Regions from separate parts of the Sus scrofa genome. Here region 2 is linked to region 1. Evidence: chromatin contacts called from public Hi-C data. All regions are on one chromosome and are shown on one strand. The core of a region is the stretch at or near the end of the contact, and the rest is flanking DNA. Distances in the headings are between cores, read along the strand shown. Region 1 overlaps C14H12orf49 (UPF0454 protein C12orf49 homolog). Region 2 overlaps C14H12orf49 (UPF0454 protein C12orf49 homolog).

Region 1 (7,211 bases), core at 1,855-4,354:
CTGCTGGACAGAGACCAAACACCAGTCGGTCCTGCAGGCTGAGTGGAAACCCCTGCCCTTGCCTCTCTGGAACTGAAATACATGGATGATAACAGCCACCTGACGGGGCTGCCTAGATAGTGAACTGGATACTGCATAGCCTTTATGGGCTGGCATCATTAGTTGCTGGCACATGGCAAGTTCTCAATAAATGTTATTGGCTACTCTCTGCAGCTACATTTAACATGGGCAACCTGGGAACAAGCTGGTCTTGGTTTTTACTCACTCACTTAACAAGCATTTAATGGGCACCTACTCTGTGCCAGGTACTGCGCTGGGAGCTGAGGCCAGAGATTGAGAAGTTCATTTTCCTTAAGTAGCTCCTGGTCTACTGGGGAGGCGGAGAGCAGACAATCCCAGTTCGGTTAAGAACTGGAACATCTGCTTGGTAACAATGAGTCTAGTTCACACTTATTGAGTGCTTGGCATGTACCAGTTATAATGCACTTTACATGCATTATTATCTCATGTGATCTCTATGAGGCAGGATTTGATCCTTCCTTTTCCAGATTGGGAAGCTGAGGCTCTGAAAGGCCAGGTCTTCAGCCAAGGACACGTGACCCAAAGGTGGCATAAAGCCTTAGTTATTATTGATTTTTTTTTGGGGGGGAGGGGTCTTTTTAGGGCCATACCAGCAGCATATGGAGGTTCCCCATATGCTAGGGGTCGAATCAGAGCTGTAGTTGCTGGCCTACACCACAGCCACAGCAATGCAGGATCTGGGCCACGTCTGCAAACTACACCACAGCTCACGGCAATGCTGGATCCTTAACCCACTGAACGAGGCCAGGGATCGAACCCACATCCTCATGGATATTAGTTTCGTTACCACTGAACCGCGACAGGAGCCCCAGCTATTATTGATTATTATAGAAGTCCTTGCTTTTGCGTGGTTCTGATACGCATGAACTTCAGTTACCAAGTTTAAAACAATAACACTAGCTGCCCCTCCCCAACATGGTTCAAATTTCACTGATCATGGCATAGTAAGTGTGAGTGATTGCCCAAAGTACAAACTTTGCTGCTAGCTCTTCAGTCCCCAGATCACTGTGTAAATAACTGATGTGTGTCACAGTCAGTGACACATCACGTCACTTCTTTCCAAGTCTGTTGGTGAGTGGTCACTGAGCATCTGCCATTCAGTTCATATATATGGACAGCTGAGTGTGTACCTGTGTTGCCTCCCTGTCTCTCAGTGATAACCGGCGTGACATTTTGCACAAATAGATAATACAAAGAAAGGACTGGTCAACAAAGATGAAAGTGCAGGGCAGCAAAAACATGAAAGAGTAAAGCTGGAAATGAGATTTAAATCAAACTTCAGAGGGGTTTGTCATTGGAGAACACCAGGAGTTGGGGTTCTCTCTCCAGAGAGAAAGAAATAATAGAAGATGACATGTCAGGTACAACATACAGATATGAAATATATGCTCTCAATAGACAGACAGATAGATAGATAGATAGAGTGGTAGATAGATAGAGTGGTAGATAGGTGGACAGACAGATAGAGAGATGGATGGATGGACAGATAGATAAAGGAGTAAGTCCAAACAGGGTATGCTGGTAGGTTGGAGACAGAGTTGATGCTGCAGCTTGAGTCTAAAAGCCATTTTCTAGCGGAATTCTCTCTTCCTTGGGGAAGGTCAGTCTTTTTATATTAAGGCCTTCGACTGATTGGGTGAGGCCCACCCACATTAAGGCCGGTGATCTGCTTTACTCAAAGTCCACAGTCTAAATATTAATCGCATCTGAAAAATACCTTCACAAAAGTACCTGAATGTTTGACCAAATACCTGGGTACCCTGGCCCAACCAAATTGCCATAACATTAACCTTGAGAAGATTATACGTTTATAGAACAAATAGATGATCACAGGAATGTTGACACTGTCTCCATTTAAGAGGCTCTAGATCTGCTGCCAGAGGAAGATAGATTTACTGACATAAAGAGGGAAGTGGTTGGGAGTTTCTGTGGTGGCTCAGTGGTTAATGAATCTGACTAGGAACCATGAGGTTGCAGGTTTGATCCCTGGCTTTGCTCAATGGGTTAAGGATCCGGCGCTGCCATGAGCTGTGGTGTAGGAGGCAGATGTAGCTCGGATCCCGCGTTTCTGTGGCTCTGGTGTAGGCTGGTGGTTATAGCTCTGGTTAGACCCCTAGCCTGGGAACCTCCATGTGCCACGGGAGCGGCTCTAGAAAAGGCAAAAAGACAAAAAAAAAAAAAAAAAAAAAAAAAAAAGAGGGAAGTGGTTGTGACGAAAAGGATGAAGATATCTCAGAGGAAGTGAGGCCGGCAGGAACTCGGAGATATTTCATGACATTGAAAGCACAAAGGATAAAATGTTGGAAACTGATCCGAACTTAGAAAGGAAGACGACAATTTGCCAAGGCATATAAAAGATACTCTCTCTGTATTATTAGTTAGCCAGAAGAAGAAGGCAAGCGCTATTCAAACTACGCTCGATAATTTTTACACATGGAAATACAACACTTCAGTTCTCAGTGTTTCCAGTGGCCTAAAGTATACTAAATACATGTGAGTTTTACTAGTTTTTCATTTCCTTAAACATTTATAACTGACAGTGAGAGAGTTTTCAATGTTTTGACAAAAATGTTAAAGGTCACAGAATAATCTTATTTTATCGCATTGATTTTTAAGCTAGTTCTGCACAATTTCAGCTTGCACGTTCTCTGCAGTCTGCACAACCATGCAAAGCAAGGACTGTCTGCTTTATTTGTAACATCACCATCATCATGATCATCAGCTTCACCATCATCTCCACCAGGCGGGCCTGGCAAACGCCCGGGATGCCGGGCCAGGTGTCAAGTTCCTTTTGACACATTTTCTGACTCTGGACAGGGGGGCCTCATGCAAAATCCCATGCTCCGGCCAACCTCATCCTCCCTCTGCAGGGGTTTTGGGATTCTCTACAGCCTCAGGAAGTTCCCAAGGAGGAGAGCTCAGTTTACACACCAATAAAAATAACTCAGGGGTGATAAATGTCTCCAGGACAAGCCGCCCTTACGCAACCTGCCTTGATTTCAAAAGCCCCACATGGCACCAGGATACAACTCGGACTGCGATGGACACCCTGGCTGACAGCACAGGGACGCCCTCCCTGTGGGCACAATGTCTGGGGACAAGTGACTCTGGCAGATGTGGGGTGATTCATTCACAACACAAGGCACACAGAAATAGCACATCAATTGATTGGCTTAAATACTGATATTTCTTGTTTGCTTTCTATTTTTGGTAAGGTATGTAAGTAATAGATGGTCTTAGAAGAAAACTCAAAATACAACATAGGCCAAAAGGAAAAAAAAAATCAAAACCACCCATAGCACAAGCACCAAAGAACACGGCTCTTGCCTTTCACCCCTTCAGAGTTTTATGGAAGCTCTGTACCAAGAGCACAGGGTTCAGAACTTCAGGACACAGACTCTGGAGCCACTGAGTAAGATTGCTGCATACATAGAGGGTTTCTGTTTTCTCTCCACTACAAAAAGAAGGCAAGAGGAAACCACAAGTCTGTTCTCTATGTCCATGAATTTGCTTCTGTTCCGTAGATAGGTTCATTTGTGCCATATTTTCAATTCCATGTATAAGTGATATCATATGGTATTTGTCTTTCTCTTTCTGACTTCACTTAATATGAAAATCTTGAGTTCTATCCATGTTGTAGCAAATGGCATTATTTTGTTCTTTTTATGGCTGAGTAATATTCTGGGGGAGCAGGAGGGAGTGGGATAGACTGGGAGTTTGAGGTTACTAGATGCAAACTATTGCATTTGGAGTGGATAAGCAATGAGATCTTGCTGTATAGCACAGGGAACTATATCTAAGCACTTATGGAGGAACACGATAGAAGATAGTATGAGAAAAAGAATGTGTATGTATATATATGTATAATTCGGTCACTTTGCTGTACAGCAAAAATTGACAGAACATTGTAAATCAACTATAATAAAAAAATTTTAAAAATAAACAAAACAAAAAAAGAAGGCAAGAGGAAGCCCTTGTGGATTAAGTCTTTGTGTACATCCTTTGTTTTTTCTTTAGGATAAATTCTTGGGAGTGCAACTTCAGTGTCAAAGAGGCCACACATTTGTTCATTCCTTTGCCAGTCAGGAAACTGTTTAAAATGGGCTACCTGGGATTTCTGCTCAAATGGGAACTGGCAGCCTAACCCACCATCAGAGAGGGGAGGCCCAGGAGGGCTAAGTCTCTCATCTAGGGCCCATGATACCTGTCAGCTCCATGAGGGCAGGGATGGTGTCTGCCCTGCTCACTGCTGTGTCCCTGCTTCCCCAATGACTGAATCAACTCAGAAGAAGAACCAGAATTTTCTAGAACCAACTGGAGCCCTGAAGCCTCCAGGTGCTTCTGCTAATCGCTCTCTTAGAGATACCATGCTGGATTCTTTCACCACACAGGCTTTGTTAGATTCTGTAATGAATAAAATATTAGCCAACACACTTCAAAGAGAAAAGGAGGGCGCGAGAAACCCCCCAGAAAAGGCACACAGGAACAAAGCAAGCCAGCTATGAGAGGCGAAAATAAATAAACGCATCATTTGTATTGTCATTTGATTGACACGTCTTGAATCATTTATGGCGAGCTCCACCTCTTTCTAATAATATGGAAATCGGGAACGTGTTGCTTTCAGTTATGATTATGAGTGAGTTTCAGAGAATGTTCTCAGGTGAGGGAGACAGATGTTGGTGGTGGCACAGCCATTGAGGTGCACAGTGATTTATGGGTTTCAGTGGGCAGCCACCATGGGTTTCCTGCAGTGTGGTAGCCTCTGATGTGTGGTCAGAGAGGAAAATGTTACTTGTCCTTATAAAAAATGATCACCCAGTCATCCAACATTCATCAAGCACCCACTATGCACCAAGCACTGTTTGAGTGCCAGGACTCTGCAGAACTCCTCATTCACTTTGCTGGGACAAAATGCTTCATGAACACCTACTGTGTGCTGAGTGCCATTCTGGATGCTGTGCCAATAGAAAGTCAACAAAAGATTCTGGAGAGCAAGACAGATGCAGAAACAAGTAGCCACCTCTCCACCTGAGTAGGGCTTATTCTTTTAAAATCATGTTTCCTGTGCATCAAGTACTTGGATTCTCCTGGAAGTCTTAGAGGCCACAGGCTTGAGGAGTCTTCTAGACTCAGACTGACCTGGCTTGGGTGCCTGACTCTGCCACTTACTGTGGAAAGTGACTCACCCTTCCCAGCCTCCTTTTCCTCATCTACAAAAGGGAGTGCTGCCAGATGAGATGCCTTGTTAGTATAAGTATATCCCAACTATTATATGGGGGTATACTTATACTATAAAATATTACTCACTGTTCCTCTGAAACTCCAGCTGGACTGAGTGTCTGTTGTTTTTGCTTTTCACTAAATTTGGCAATCCTAGAAGGGAAAACTGATGGTTTCTGATGGATGCCTCTCAAGGGTAGTCAATACTCTCAGTTACTCCCAGAGCAGCAGAGAGGGGGGCCACATTGGCCCTGTGAAGGGATTCTATGCAGGACACCAAGCGTATCCTTGAGTAAGTCCTTACTCTCCATCCCCAAGTCTTCACATCAGACGGACTCCCAGGCCCATCAAATTTGCAGGTAGACAATCAAGGTTGCAGCTAAGAATCACAGACTGTCAGCTGAAAAGACCCTCAACAATTGCCTAATCCGATTCTCTGATTTTGTAGAGGCGGCCTGGAGAGATTTGGTCATTTGCTTAAGGCTGGGGTCACAAACTCCAATGCCACAGGGGTCAGTCATGAGAAAGTAATGCTGGCTAAGATGATAAGGAGTGGTGAGGACTGTGGCAAACTGGAGAGAAGGGAGCCCTCTAACAGGGCAGCTGCAGCAGGCTGTCTCCCACAGCTGTGAAAGATTGGGGACCCAGAGTGGTTGGCACCTCAACAATTCTCCCAAGAAGTTGGAAATCTGCCTGTGTGTTTCATGTGAAATCTCTCAGTTTTGAAATGTTGGCACCTAATTGGAAATTCTTAAGAAGAGTGTATGGGCCAAGGAAAATATGTCGGCAGGCCAGAGTGGACCCTGGGGTCACCACATGCAATCTCTGGCCTACGTCCCCACAGGACATTGGAAGTGCAGCCAGGGTTCCTGGGCCAATGCAGTTTGTATCTCGCCAGGAGAAGGCCACGACATGGGAGGAGGGAGATAGGAGTGGAAATATGGGGGGAACGGCTAGCGGCTCCTACCCAGAGCCTCCAAGGTGAGTCAGAGAGGGGAATCTCAGGCACCACTGTCATTTTGTTTTCATTGAGAAGGGACTCATAGAACATAAAGTGAACCATTGTAAAATGTATAATTCAGTGATATTTAGTACATTTGCAAGGTCGTGCGACCATGCTGATTGAGCTCTCAAACATTTTCATCACCCCCAAAAGGAAACTCCGTACCTGTTAAGCAATCACCTACCCCCCTCCCTCCAGCCCCTGACAACCACTGATCTGCTTTCTATCTCTATAGATTTGCCTACTCTGGACATTTCATGTAGATGGAAGCCTATGTGGCCTTTTGTGATGGGCTTGTTTCACGGAGAATCATGTCTTCAAAGTTCATCCATGTGGTAGCCTATGTCCTTCATTCCTGTTTATGGCTGTAATATTCCAATGTGTGGATGGACCACACCTTATCCATCCCTTGATGGATATCTGGGTATGTTTACCTTTCAGCTTCAGTAAATAGTCCCAAGGCTCTGTTTAGGAGGACGTAACCCTACCATGGTGTTTAGGGATATGGGGGCCTGACGGACCCATTATGTACAGCAGCGCACACTGCCTGGTGTGGAAAGTAACATGTCTTTTCTATCAAAGGAAATCTTGGTTACTCCATTTTGCTCCCGTTTCAGCTGAAACCATTTCCTGAGACACCCCTCCTCTTTCCCTCTTCTCCCAGTAACAATTTGTTTCAAATTAGCCAACCAGGAAGAATGTGTGCCCTGACCTGACCAATGGGAAGGGGACAGGTATATCACCTATGTTAGGGATAAATGGGGAGGGTCTTTTCTTCTTTGCGCTCGCTTTTTGAGTACCTGCGCCCTTCTGCAGAAGTAAAGAGCTTTGTCGAGATCTCCCCGTGTTCATGTGTCTCATTTTCCGACACTGACGATCTGAGCCATCTCCCTGACACTGGTGCCCA
Region 2 (7,211 bases), core at 1,512-4,011, 80 kb before region 1:
CACAGCTCACGGCAATGCCAGATCCTTAACCCACTGAGCGAGGCCAGGGATCGAACCCACAACCTCATGGTTCCTAGTCAGATCATTTCCACCATGCCACAATGGGAACTCCCCTATGGCATCTTTAATGGGGAGTGCAATTCCTTGCCTCACCGGGGAATTCTGAGAATGAAGGAGGCGAATCTGTGGAGGTTTCTGGCCTTGAGCTGTTTGGGGAGAAGCCAGCAAGGGCCCCTCATAGCCTGATCATTAAGAACAGACAGATTGGGGTTCAAATTCTTACTTCCGTTTTAACAGCTGTGCAATCGTGGACAGGGGACTCCACCTCTCTGAACTTCAGTTTCTTCATATATAAAGCAGGAGTAGTAATATTCCTACCTCGCGAGATAATGGGATGATTTGGAAAATATATCTGATGTGCCTGGTATGCAGAAAATGCTACAATGACTCTTTTGGGGAAATCCAACTGGCTTCTCACACAAGCTGAGAGGCTGATGTGGTCATGGAGGGACTGTGGCCGTGGGGAACCCACAAAGCTAAATGGCGTGAGTTGGGTTGAACTCGTGGCCATTCCTGGTTAGCATGGCTATTTTTCTCCTGAAGGAAAAGCCTGGCTGTCCTGGAGTGCCTTGTGAGATAGCCCACACTCAGGGATCCTGCTTTCTTGTTCCTGCTAAAATTGAAGGGGACAGAAAGCCTTAAAAGTCAACCCCATGCTCCCAAAGGGTTGCTCTGTGTCTGCCAGGAACCTTCTAAAGGCAGCGACTTCTAAACAAGCAATACTGACTCCAAGGCTGTTTCTGCCCCTGCTTCCCGAGTCTGTCTGGGCTCAGAAGACCCCGCCATCCATGACCCTCCTACTTACTGCCTAGAAGGGGCACATCCTTTCCACTCAGTTAAAAGGACATTTTTCCGGGAGTTCCCGTCGTGGCGCAGTGGTTAACGAATCCGACTAGGAACCATGAGGTTTCGGGTTCGGTCCCTGCCCTTGCTCAGTGGGTTAACGATCCGGCGTTGCCGTGAGCTGTGGTGTAGGTTGCAGACACGGCTCGTATCCCGCGTTGCTGTGGCTCTGGCGTAGGTCAGTGGCTGGGGCTCTGATTCGACCCCTAGCCTGGGAACCTCCATGTGCCACGGGAGCGGCCCAAAGAAATAGCAAAAAGACAAAAAAAATAAAAATAAAAAAAAAATAAAAGGACATTTTTCCAATGAGAGCAGGTCATATTTCAGACTGCATTGCCAGGGTATCAGGAGCCAGTAAAAGGGGGCATTTAACACCGTATTTATTTTGACTGGCAAAACAGGTCATGGCTGTAAAAGAAACAGCTCTTGAGAATGAGGCAGCCTCGTCGACTCTGGGCTCACTCTTTCTACCCACACACACACTGTTTAAAGCATTCCAGAGCTGCTGCCAACTTTCCTGGCAGAGCTCTTATTTCTTTACATGTATGTTGCATTCCATCTGGTTAATGTGCTCTCTGTGCCATTCGTGGATTTTGGCAAGGCCTGGCAAGGTGGCCTGGCATGCTGAGGCTTGTTCTAAGCAAAGCAGGGCAGGAGGTAGAGGGAGGCTGGAGGCCAATGGAGGGGTCCCGTTTCCCCTTTGGCTCATGGGGGCCTGGAGTTGCAAACACTGAAGGGGAGTCACAGAGCAGTTTTCTTCCAGATGTGGCTGAGTCATGTGCATGCCACTCCTGCTGTTCACCCTTTGAGGGGACTTGGGGGGGTGCACTTTTACAGTTTCTGATGCGTGGCCAGAAAAGTTAAAGCATTGAAGAAAGGTAACAGTGGGGAAATCAACTCATACTCATGAATCTGGGGTTTCCCTAGAAACCTTTAGAGGCGAAGGCCAGAAAACGCCAACACCTGGATCCGATAGGCCCAAGGCCTAAAGAAAACTGAACTCAATCTTTACATTATTCTCAAGAACCATTAAGTACTTGGTTGGAGAAGCTGAGGTGACGTGCTGTGATTTGGATCCTATTTCATCCACTTGGAAGACAGGAAAGCCAGGTTTACGCACCGCCAAAACATCTGGTGAAGTCAGTTAAAAAGAAAATGTACCACTCCGGTTGGGGGTAGGTGGGGGTGGGTGGAGGTGGGGATAAAACCCTTTAGAAACAGTTGTTGGGTATTGGGTGACGAAAAGCATTCCATTGATTGACTCAAATGTTCACTTTTCCATCGATTCCTGTTGAGTCAAGAGCTTCGGGATGGGGAAACAACGAAGACTCTGGGCAATGAAAGAAAGATTATAGGGTTAAAAGACACAGAAAAGTTCTCACCTTTAGAAAGAGTGTGAGTGCACTTATTTTTTTTTGAGTTCAGCCAAGAGTGTGAACAGAATCCCCCTGTTAAATGGAATTCCTGGGAGTTCCTACTGTGGTGGAATGGGAATGGCGTCGTTTCTGCAGTGACTCAGCCACTGCACTGGTGAGGGTTCGATCCCCAGCCCGTTGCAGTGCAGCTGCAGCTCAGATTGGATTCCCTGGTCTGGGAACTTCCTTATGCCGAGGAGCAGCCAAAAAAAAAAAAAAAAAAGAAGAAGAAGGAAGAAATGGAATTCTTCACCTGAATCAGGAGGAGATGACATGGTACAGGAAAAAAATAAGATACGGGCTCCTAATAAGAAACAGCCACATGTGGAATAAAATTAGTGTGAGTTGTGTAATCCCAGTTGGCCAGTTGTAAGAACAGGGAGGAGAAAGGAGCATAGGGAACATGTTTCAGATGTGATTCAACAGGTCCTGGAGCCCGTCCTGACCCTCTGGGTTGGAATTTCTGACTCCCTTCTCTGCCTTGACTCAGAAAAGGAAACCGTATCCTGACCGCTCATTTCTTTTTATAGAATTAAACTTTCTTGCCAACTTCCTCCAGAGCACAAGATCATCTCTCGTAGTCTCTAAACAATACGCCAATCATCAGGTGGAAGCGAGGGGGAGCACTGACCTGTTCGCCCCAAACATCACCCAGGCCCCGAGCAGAAGATAAACGGGAACAGTTTGGCTTTCGTACCCGGCCTGGTAAATACAACATGTTCTCACAGGTTGGAAAACCGTCTGGCTCATCTTTGTACTTTCTCTTCTTTCTCTCACTTCTTCCGACTTGGATCTCATCATTCGGCTCTGACGTGGGCCAAGTTCACATTTGCCAGTTACCGAATGGATAATGGGTGGTTTGTAAGATTAGTAATAGGCTCGGGATGAGGAGTCAGGCAGCCAAGTGTATACTGTGTGCGTACTGAAATAATGTCTCTTGATCTTGACTTCCCACCCAGCCCTGATTGGCTGGCCACATGTTGATAGGAATCAAGGGGGATGGGAACAAAATGCCTTAGTTCCCATTCATTCGGTCGCCATATTTGCACCAGCCACAAAATCCCCACGATAGTTCCTTGCCCTGGAAAACCAGCTAGTGGGGGGTTGTTTCCTGGGAGTAAGGTACACTGGAGCTTGGAAGCCCAAAGGCACCATTAATAGAATGCAAAGAGTTTAGTAGTCCCTCATTAAAAATGGATTTTGTTTTCAATGCTTTGAGGACAGAACAGTGAAGTTGGAAACCGTGCTTGTAATTGGGAGCAGGTCTCCTGCCAGATTCTAACAGCTTCAAGGGATATCCAGTTTTAGGTTTACAGTACTACATTCTGGCTCATTGAAACTGCATCTAAACGTTGCCAGAATGTGTCATAAACTACAAAATCTGTACAGAAATATATCGACATAATGGCTCTGTAGCCTTAAGTCAGTGGGGTTGGGGAGCAGCGCTTGTCCCCAGCAGGGTTGTTCTTGCTCTGTCTCTTGGCAGACTTGGGGCACCTGGGACAATGATCATTCACGGGAGTCTGACCCTGGTCTGACCAGTTTGCTCAGCTGCTTAGAACGCCATGCTAAAGAACTCTGGACACAAAGCATCTTCTTTCAGATCCTCCACTGTCTAAGCTCCCTCCTGCCTCTGAGCCTTTGCTCATGCTATTCCCCCTGCCAGGAACCCTATTTTCCCAGCTTATTCCTAATCCAGCCCTCAGTTTACAGGCTGATTTTTCATGGAAGTCTTCCCTGACCCCTCAGACTGGGTTCCTTTGTTTGAATTCATTTGGGCTGCTGTAACAAAAATCCTATAGACTAAGTGGCTTAAACAACAAACACGTACTTCACACAGTTCTGGAGGCTGGGAGACCCAAGATCAAGGCAGAGTCAGTGTCTGGTGAGGGCTCACTTCGTGGTTCATAAATCGCCAACTTCTTGCTGTGTCCTCACCGGATGGAAGGGGTGAAGGAGCTCTCTGGGGTCTCTTTTATAAAGGGACTAACCCCATCTATAAGGACTCTGCCTTCCAATTGCCTCCTAAAGACCCTACCACCCAATACCTTCACATTGAGGGGTTAGGATTTCAGCATAAGAATTTGGGGGGGACGACACAAACATTCATTCAGTCCATGGCAACAGTACTTATCAAAACTGTCACTTAAAACTTCTATTTTCTGGGCGTTCCCATAGTAGCTCAGCAGAAATAAATCTGACTAGCATCCATGAAGACGCAGGTTTGATCCCTGGCCTTGCTCAGTGGGTTAAGGATCTGGCGTTGCTGTGAGCTGTGGTGTAGGTTGCAGATGCAGTTCAGATCCCGTGTTGCTGTTGCTATGGCTGTGGTGGAGGCCGGCAGCTGCAGCTCCGATTTGACCCCTAACCTGGGAACTTCCATATGCCACTGGTGCAGCCCTAAAAAAAAAAAAATAGAAAAAAAAAAAAATCCCAACTTCTATTTTCTATCTGATAGCAGTGTAACTTCTCAGACTATAATGTGCAGACAAATCACCTGAGATTGCGTTAGATGGCAGATTCTGATTCAGCTGATCTGGAGCAGGGCCTGAGAACCTGCATTTCTTTTTTTTTTTTGTCTTTTGTCTTTTGTTGTTGTTGTTGTTGTTGTTGTTGTTGCTATTTCTTGGGCCGCTCCCATGGCATATGGAGGTTCCCAGGCTAGGGGTCCAATCGGAGCTGTAGCCACCGGCCTGCGCCAGAGCCACAGCAACGCGGGATCCGAGCCACGTCTGCAACCTACACCACAGCTCACGGCAACGCCGGATCGTTAACCCACTGAGCAAGGGCAGGGACCGAACCCGAAACCTCGTGGTTCCTAGTCGGATTCGTTAACCACTGCGCCACGACGGGAACTCCAGAACCTGCATTTCTAACAAGCTCCCAGGTGATGCTGATGCTGCCTCTGAGCTACACCCTGAGTGCAATGGTACCAACCTCTCTCAATCACAGTTCCATGAGAAAAAAGCCTGACAGAACATGAGCTGTTCTACTATTTTCTTTCTTTCTTTCTTTTTTTTTTTTTTTTGTCTTTTTGCCTCTTGTAGGGCCGCACCCGCGGCATATGGAGATTCCCAGGCTAGGGGTCTAATCGGAGCTGTAGCCGCTGGCCTACACCACAGCCACAGCAATGCAAGACCCGAGCAACCTACATCACAGCTCATGGCAATGCTGGATCCTTAACCCACTGAGCAAGGCCAAGGATCGAACCTGCAACCTCATGGTTCCTAGTCAGATTGGTTAACCACTGAGCCATGACGGGAACTCCTGTTCTACTATTTTCTCAGTTCTCCTAAGGATGATGCTTAACTAGCTGTAAGATGTATAAAGAACCAGCAATAACTGCTAGCTGGTTCTTGACACATCTTGTCTGCCTTAAGGCAAAGTTTTTCAACCTCTATACTATTGACACTTGGGGTTAGATAATTCTTTGTGGTGATGTGCTGCCCTGTGTATTTGCAGGATGTTTAGCACAATCCCTGGCCTCTATCTGCTAGATGCTAGTAGCACCATCTCCCAACTATGGCATCCAAAAATGTCTCCAGACATTGCCAAAGTTCCCCTGGAAAACTGTATTGCCCCTATGAGAACTACCGACTTAGGATATTAGGGCATCATTTTCTGGCATGCCCAGCTGAGAAGACCAGGAAGTTGAAGAAAGCGTTTTGTTCATAACCATAGTCTAGTGCAGCTCTCTGTATATGGGAGACCCTCAATATGTGTTTGTTGATTGACTAACTGAATGAATGAATGAATGAAAATAAATGAATGAAAACGAACTTTCAAATCCTGCTTGGCTGCTGGGTGAACAGAACTGCCTTCACATAGCCTCTACCCTCCTCCACCCCCCACCCCCTCAAAAAACAATAAAACTTAGTGGGGCAGTTGTCATCCAAGGCACAATTTTATTTTTATTTTTTGTCTTTTTGCCATTTCTTGGGCCACTCCTAAGGCATATGGAGGTTCCCAGGCTAGGGGTTGAATCGGAGCTGTAGCCACAAGCCTGCGCCACAGCCACAGCAATGCAGAATCTGAGCCGCGTCTGCAACCCACACCACAGCTCATGGCAATGCTCGATCGTTAACCCACTGATCAAGGCCAGGGATCAAACCTGCAACCTCATGGTTCCTAGTCAGATTCGTTAACCACTGCGTCATGATGGGAACTCCACTATTTTTTATTTTAAATGTAACATTTTCCAAAGTAAATATCCTTTTGAAAAAAAAGAAGAAAGATTCTCGCTTGAGATCTTTTTAAAAACGTCTCCAGTGACTAAAATCCTCTTACAGAGTACCCAGAGAATTGAATTTGCTTAATGAAAAAAAAAAAAAATGCTGTTTTTAGTCTCAGTTGTAGAAAATACTTGAAAATAATATCTTTTTTTTTTTTTTTGCATCCAAATGGGCATATTATAAAATGGTAAAATTAATTTTGGTTCTAGTTTGTTTTTGAAATTCCACTTCAGACTTAGGCTTCCTGGATAAAGTCATATCAGGAACTCATTTGGAAAAAAAAAATTGCTGTAGTAATAACACCAGGAATTCAAACACACACACAAAACCCCAGTAACTTTAGAATTTTTTCAGGGGTGGGAAGGGATAATTTTTAAATGATTTCAAGAGGAAAATTGCAAATAAATACGAGTAAATCTGCACCTTGCTCAAAATCTAAGGACTGAGGTTCTAAAGAAGGTGGGAGTTCTTACTGTGGCACCATGCATTAAGGATCTAGCATTTCTACAGTTGTGGCATAGATTGTAGATGTGGCTTGGATTCAATCCCTGGCCCGGGAACTTCATACACCACAGGCTGAAAGAAAGCAAAGCTGACCTCTCCCTCTTCTCTTCCAAAGCTTTGGGCAAATGGGATTGAACCACTGAAGAGGTTTCTGGAA

The links. A called contact is a pair of places that touch in the nucleus more often than the background predicts.
Region 2: a Hi-C map of skeletal muscle shows a contact between it and region 1, with 3 times the contacts expected there. The contact joins two enhancer-like sites. A contact is called at or near these places in 3 of 47 Hi-C or Micro-C datasets (embryonic fibroblasts, heart right ventricle and skeletal muscle) and 1 of 2 datasets of contacts at active chromatin or transcription factors (skeletal muscle).

Annotation. Positions count from the first base shown.
Region 1 is chr14:35,943,449-35,950,659 of Sscrofa11.1, reverse strand. All of the region lies in intron 5 of C14H12orf49 (UPF0454 protein C12orf49 homolog), which reads right to left. Among named protein-coding and RNA genes, the nearest start is that of MED13L, 110 kb to the left of the region's middle. Within about 2 kb of position 3,104, at least 4 of the 83 cell types and tissues checked have an H3K27ac peak or open chromatin away from gene starts, as enhancers often do. A contact at or near this core is called in skeletal muscle, where this site is marked.
Region 2 is chr14:36,022,646-36,029,856 of Sscrofa11.1, reverse strand. All of the region lies in intron 5 of C14H12orf49 (UPF0454 protein C12orf49 homolog), which reads right to left. Among named protein-coding and RNA genes, the nearest start is that of MED13L, 36 kb to the left of the region's middle. Within about 2 kb of position 2,761, at least 23 of the 83 cell types and tissues checked have an H3K27ac peak or open chromatin away from gene starts, as enhancers often do. A contact at or near this core is called in skeletal muscle, where this site is marked.